2 separate regions of the Mus musculus genome follow, and region 1 is linked to region 2. Evidence: chromatin contacts called from public ChIA-PET data. All regions are on one chromosome and are shown on one strand. The core of a region is the stretch at or near the end of the contact, and the rest is flanking DNA. Distances in the headings are between cores, read along the strand shown. Region 1 overlaps Sucla2 (succinate-Coenzyme A ligase, ADP-forming, beta subunit). Region 2 holds the start of Sucla2 (succinate-Coenzyme A ligase, ADP-forming, beta subunit).

Evidence for each region. ChIA-PET counts read pairs in DNA pulled down with a chosen protein or histone mark.
Region 1: an RNA polymerase II ChIA-PET map of memory CD8 T cells shows a contact between it and region 2, with 9 read pairs. The contact joins the enhancer-like site here to the promoter of Sucla2 in region 2. A contact is called at or near these places in 1 of 39 promoter capture datasets (macrophages), 1 of 484 Hi-C or Micro-C datasets (nephron progenitors), 4 of 115 datasets of contacts at active chromatin or transcription factors (the SCID.adh cell line, effector CD8 T cells, embryonic stem cells and 1 more) and 3 of 9 other capture datasets (adipose tissue, liver and pancreatic islet).

Annotation. Positions count from the first base shown.
Region 1 is chr14:73,594,987-73,598,273 of GRCm38.p6, forward strand. It overlaps Sucla2 (succinate-Coenzyme A ligase, ADP-forming, beta subunit), which reads left to right. Exons shown (of 11, transcript NM_011506.4): 11 at 388-1,158. The coding sequence ends at 462. Among named protein-coding and RNA genes, the nearest start is that of Sucla2, 44 kb to the left of the region's middle. Within about 2 kb of position 1,770, at least 1 of the 459 cell types and tissues checked has an H3K27ac peak or open chromatin away from gene starts, as enhancers often do. A contact at or near this core is called in memory CD8 T cells, where this site is marked.
Region 2 is chr14:73,551,038-73,554,301 of GRCm38.p6, forward strand. Sucla2 (succinate-Coenzyme A ligase, ADP-forming, beta subunit) reads left to right here and starts at 1,749. Exons shown (of 11, transcript NM_011506.4): 1 at 1,749-1,860. The coding sequence starts at 1,771.

The sequences.
Region 1 (3,287 bases), core at 520-3,019, 44 kb after region 2:
ATCTCTCCAGCCCACACCAGCAGTTCTTATATCTAAACTCCTACCCCAATACCAGATTAAGCTTGTAAGCTTTTTCCAGGTAAGCTTTAGTTATGCTCTGAATTATGGGCTGTCTTGAAAGGATACTCCTTGTTTGTGTCCTCAAGGTAAAATTTAGGTAATACATCTAGTTATATATTTTTATCAGGGCATATTTAATTGAATTATAGGTTATGGAGAATGTCAAACTTGACAGTCTTGTGTCAGTTCTTACTAGACTATAGTGTAACTTGTAACAATGTCAGAATAGCCCTACTATTTTAAATGGAAACGATTCTGTCTTTTGCCTTGGTTTATAATGGTTCACCTTTTTATGAACATACAGATATGCCCTGTTCTCTCTTTCAGGTTGTAAAGCTCTCTGAAATAGTGACCTTAGCCAAAGAAGCCCATGTGGATGTGAAGTTTCAATTGCCAATATGAGCAAGACCTTGGTGGATGGCTACGGGTATTAATGTGCTGTAATTCTTTATTATACTGTGGTCTCTCCTAGTGTCCCTTTTCTTTTAATGTGTGGAGAATGTAATCACCACATAGGCACACATACCTTTGAAAGCATTTGCTCTGCATCTGATTCTGCTGCTGAGAATGGACTGTTTATATAAAGAATGTCTGATATAAACTTACGGTGGTCTCTTTTCTTGCAGCCATCTTTTTTTGCTTCCTCTACAGAATGTCACTTGCAGTATGCCTGCTTTCTGGTGTTGGATACAGAGTTCTTCATTGATAAGAGTTCTATAAATAAAATTACTACAAAGATAAAGCTTTATTCTTTAGTATAAAAATATATCTAATAACAGCCTCATTAGGACAATGGTATGTTATAACAATGTTTTATATAAGAAATATTTATCTTCAGCATCAAATGGCTCTTAAATGTATCAATCATTATTTATACATAGAACTTGGAAGCACTCCTCAGAACATCTTTTAAGTATTTTAGAGAAGTAACTTGCTGATTATTTGAACATCATTTTAATTATTACAGGACAATGATAAGTGCAAGTCGTCATGATTCTGTGGTGGTAAAAACACACGCAGATTGATAAGAAAGGCACCTATTAAGACTTGGACAAAACTAGAATGCCAGCTTAAGTCAATAAAAGTTTCCTAATGTAATTTGGAGTTATGGGTTTTTTTTTTCTTTTGAAGTAACAGGTGTTCATTTTATTAATTGGTCTAAGGATCCGGTTTATAGATCATACAACTGGACATGGCAGTACATATTCTAAAGCTTTAGAAGTCTTGTTTGCAGATCTACTGTCTGCTACATACTGTTATTTCTTTCACCTGCATATTTGTACCTTTGACTCTGGGGGTATGAGGTGGGGATGCCCTGTGGGCTGCTTTCTTAAAAATCCCTGAACACATGAAATCTCAGATTTATAGTTAGGGTAGAGTCCTGTGCACTACTGTACTTCCTATGGAGAATATAACACATTTTAAGTGTGTTTGCATGGGTGACTTCGGGGATAGGCTTTCTGGCCTCCTGGACCAGGCAAGCCGTGACTCCAGTGCATGCAAATCCCTCGGGTACGGCACCTCCAGCAGGTGCGCGTGCTTGGGAGAAGAGTCAAAACAAGCAGTGCCCAGGCAGCACACGGAAGCTGTTGATGCTTTTTTTGGTGAGTTTTTTATTTTTTATTTTTTTCTTTCTGGTAAAGAGTTGTATTTAGAGTGAAATTTAAGTGTTCAATGTGGGGGCCAAGTGTAAAAGACTACAGTGAGAACCACACCCTTTCCTGTGGGGACAGGAGTGAGAGAAGTGTGTGGTAATCAATTTTCAGATTTCTGTAATGTGTAGTCTTTAAAAAAATAAGATTTAGAAGTTTGTGCTATTAAAGTTTTGAGTGTAAAGAGTTGAGAGACTAAGACAGTAGTGTTTGATTTAGAAGCTGGTGTCTGAAGTAACAGCCTGGGGAGTGAAGCCATGTGTCTGAGTCCTAGGATGGCATCTATTCAGTGTGTCCCAGTGACACACAAGAGCTAGGTAATGAAGCCCGAGCTCCTGGAAACCAGGCTTGGCTTCACTCTCTTACATGTCCTCTCATACAGGAGGATCTCTGTCAGTGGAGCCAGCCTAGACACAGAGAGACCCTACCTCAAGGAAAAAAATCCTTTTTCGTTTTAAAATTTCTTTTTAAATTAGTTTACAAAGTAGTGGGTCTCTGTCTGGCTTTTTAATACATTGTTAGTCTTGATTAAATACCCTCACCACTCCCTTCCCTGGCCCCACCCAATACCTGCTTTAACTCTTTATCCCCTGACTGTCTCCTAGCATTGTACTTGGCGTTTCCCCCATTAGAGTGGTTTCCCTCCCACCTGGTCTTCTGACTCTCCGAGACACTCGAGGTTAAGTATACAAGTCTAAAATTTCACAGCGAAGGATCTGTACACAAGAGACAACTTAGTCTTTGTCATTCTGAGCTTGACTCTCTCTCATTTAGTGTATTTTCTAGTTCATTCCATTTTTCTGAAATTTCCCCAATTTCATTTTTCTTGTAGCTGATTAGAATTCTGTGTACCATACTATCCCTATTCATCGGTTGATGACTCTGTAGGCAATTCCCGTTTCTGTTTCTTAGCTTGTCAGTAGCACACCAGTGAACACAGTTAGCAGGTATCTATGTGCAGGATGTGGAGTCCTTTGGGTATCTATCTGCCCAAAGATGGTGTGCTTGATCCTATGGTAGTTGCTGTTTTACCTTTTTGAGGAACTCCACCCTGATTCCTTCGTGGCTGCACCAGTTTACACCACATCAACATAGAGTAAGTGTCGTCTTTCCCTGCGTCTTCACCAGCTTTTGTTGTCATTTGCTGTCTTGATGATCAACATTCTAAGTAGAGTGAGGCAGAATCTCAAGGGTGTTTTAATTGGACATTTCCTTGATGGCTGAATATTTAAATTATTTCCAAACAGTTTTTAAAAAGTCTATTAGCCGTTTGTACTTCTGAGACTGTTCAGGTCTGTGTGTCCCATTTCTCCCCTCCCCCCAATTAAAATTGGGTTGTTTTTTAGAATTTTAGTTTCTTGAATTCTTTGCATATTCTAGATAGTAATCCTTTGTCAGGTAGATGTATAGCTAGCTGGCAAGGATTTTCTCACATTCTCAGGCTGCTTCTTTATTTATTGACAGTTTCGTTTGTTATATAATAGATTTTTAATTTCACGAGGTCTCATTTGTTGAGTATTGACCATATTTTCAGTCTTCTTCAGAAAGTCCTTACTTGTGGCTAGGCGTGAAGTG
Region 2 (3,264 bases), core at 499-2,998:
GTGTTTTTATCACAGTGCCAGGAAGTGAAATTAAGATGATGTGTGTGTCTGCTCCACCTAGAGACTCTAATAAAAATTCCCTAATTTCCCCTGGGTGGGGCCTGGGGTGGTTTTCTTACTTTGTTTTTTTATTTAAAAGTATTTTTATTAGCATATCTTAACTGTACATAACAATGTGTTTCATTATAGCATTTCATGCATGCATCTAATACATTTTAAAATTTCATCTTATGTGTACAAGTGTTTTGCCTGTGTACCAGTCGCATGCCTGGTGCTCTTGAAGGCATCAGATCTCTGGAACTGGAACAGGTGATGCGAGCTGCCATAAGGGTGCTGGGGATCATACTGGAACGTTCTGGAAGAGCAGCTGTGGCTCTTAACTGTGGAACAGCTGCCTTTCTAGCCCCAGTATTTAGTTCATTTCGATCATATTCACCCATTTTCGACTTTTGTTTCTTAATTCTGCAGGCTTCACTTTCCTGTCTCTTCTTTGATGGCTGAACACGTTTCATTTGGCTTGCTTACAGGAACACAGGCTACGCCACTGAATGAATGCACTCCAATGCCAACCATTAACTTTCAACCAATCCTCAAGGAGGGGGGAGGCCTCATGAGACCATTACCCCCTCCATGAAAGGATGCTGCTGATGGGTTTCACGGCTAGTGGGGTATCTCCCCCCCCCCTGTGAGTTGTAGAGTAGTCTGGAGTTCTTTAACTTCTCATTGTAGCTTCCATTGGGATGGGATTGCAGGCATAAACTATCAGGCATGCCTTGGGGTGGGTATATTTTAAAGTTAGCATACAACTCATAGGCTTTCTTACAACTCATAGGCTTTCTTACACCATTTTTATAGTAGTTTTGGTTGATCCCTTCCTTCTTTCCCTCACCGCCCTGTTCCTTCTTACATGAGTCTTATTAGTTACTGTGCCTTCACACAAACATATTATTGTGTCTTCTCATGGGGCCCTCTATAGTTTCTGGCCTCTAATCCTTGCTCACACATAAATACATACATATAAAAATTTAAAGATAGCATATTTAAATTTGAGAGAACATGTAATAGGTCTTTCTGGGTCCTGGGTTACCCCATCTTTTTCAGTTCAAATGTGATAGTATTTTCTTTTCTTTTCTTTTAATATGTATGCATTGTTGGATATATGTATGTGCACGTGTGTGCTGGTGCCCAGGGAGGCCAGAAGAGAGTTTCAGAGCCCATACGCAGTGGTGAGCTGTCTGACATGAGGCTGGGAATTCAGCTGAGTGCCACAGCCGTACCAGCTCCAAACTACTAAGCCATCTCTCTAGCTCTCTCAAACACTTTGTTAGGAGTGTTTTCAGTATGGGCGGCTTCAGTAACTAGTGAGTAACAGTCTTTTGAGTATCAGTGGCACTGTCTTTATTATTTTGTGTTATGTTTTATTTTAGTATCTATTGTATCCTAAAGGCTCAACGCATACATTCGCTTTCCCTAAGTAACCCCATTTCACTTGTGAGGCCACTAGGGCTCAGAGAAGGTAAGAAGACTGAAGTAGCAGCGTCACAGTTCTCTAGGAAGCGTTCTGATGGCCCCTTGTCCACATGTCACTGAGGTCAAAGTTCTGAAGGCCAAAGTTTGCTTTGTGCCTGCCAAACCCGGCTCCTCCGGCAGCGACGGGGTTAACGCGAGGCCCCGCCCCCGAGGATTGTCCTTGTCTCGGGCCGGGAGCGCCCCGAGAGCAACTGCGTCTCTGCGCCTGCGCGGTGCCCAGGGGACGGGTCGGACTCAGAAATGGCGGCGTCCATGTTCTACGGCCGGCAGTTGGCCGCGGCCGCCCTGAGGAGCCACCGGCCGCAGACTACGCTGCGAGCCGCCGCCCAGGTAAGCTCGCCCTGTTCGCTTTGGCCGCGGGGGTCGGCGGGCAAGGCTCAGGGGCGCGGCCCAGCTCCGGGGCTCTCAGCGGCGCTGGCACGGCCGGGATGCCCTGCTCTGCACAGAGGCTGCGGGCCAGGGCTGCGAGCTGGCGCTCGGGGCAGCTGGGCTCGGCTCCGTCCCCCGGCCGCTGGAGGCCCGGCAGGGCGGCCTGGCAGTCGGCCTCACCTGCGGGAGCCTGCCGGAGCGATCCCAGAGGGGACGGGGGCTGTCCTTGCCCGGGGCCAACGCTTCCGGACCCCCTTTGGGTAAGGGGATGCCCTTCAAGTGTACTTTGAGGTCCAGCAAACTGTCGTAGGTGGGAAGGACTTAGGAACACCAGCAGAGCTGATCTATCAGTCAGTCCTGGTAGTGAGTACTGATAACGAGTTCTTCAGTTTCCCAGCTGATTAGATGGGAGAGTAAGGATTAGATGGGAGAGTAAATCTTTTAGAGGATTTCACTTCTGGACAGACTCTAGTACCTATTTTGCTGCTTTGTTTCTCGACATTTAGGGAGTGTCAGATGTTGTCCTAAGGTCATTAGGCTTGTCAACAGCACAGGGGTTGTCATTAAGGCCAGTAACCATTGATGACGATCTGATGATGGCTCAGAGAAGTACTTTGGCCTAGGAGACATAGCAGTCTGAGACAGAACTGAGGTTTAGTTCCACAAGGGTCCATTTCTGAAGCTGTGTGCTTGTTGTGTCTGTTCTACAGCATTCAAACACAAAAAGTGGGTACTGGGAATGCAGTTTATTTGGTAGAGGGCCTGCCTGGCATGTAGGAAGTCCTGGGTTCTATCCCCAGCATCCTTGTAACCTTAGCACTTAAGGTGGAGGCAAGAGAATGAGATATTCAAGGTCATCTTTTACATACATAGTTCAAGGCCAGCCAAGGCTTGTCACTAAATAACAAAGACAAACCAATTAAACAACAACAAGCCCCAAACAAATTGGCCCTCAGTGTTAGTACCTTAAAACTTCAAGAGCGGGATTAGCTTTCTAAGATAGAGTTTTGGTTATGTTTTGAAGTAACTAGACACATCATAGGTGGATAGATTTAGCCCCCTCCCTTCCTTAAATAATGCTGCCAAGTTTTAAGAGGATAAGGATTTAGTGAACAAATAGGATTTTATTCTAATAGTTTTTAATCTATTTGAAAATTCCTTTAAGAGAGATGCCTTTGCATCTATGGGATGCTTGATAAATTGTCTTTATTTCAGCTCTTTCTCTTTTACCATAGCATTAAGAATGTATCTTGGGGGGCGGGGGCTGGAGAGATGGCTCAACAGTTAAGAGCACTGAGTACTCTTCCAGAGGTCCTGTGTTCAATTCCCAGCAACCACATGGTTGCTCACAACCATCTGTAATGG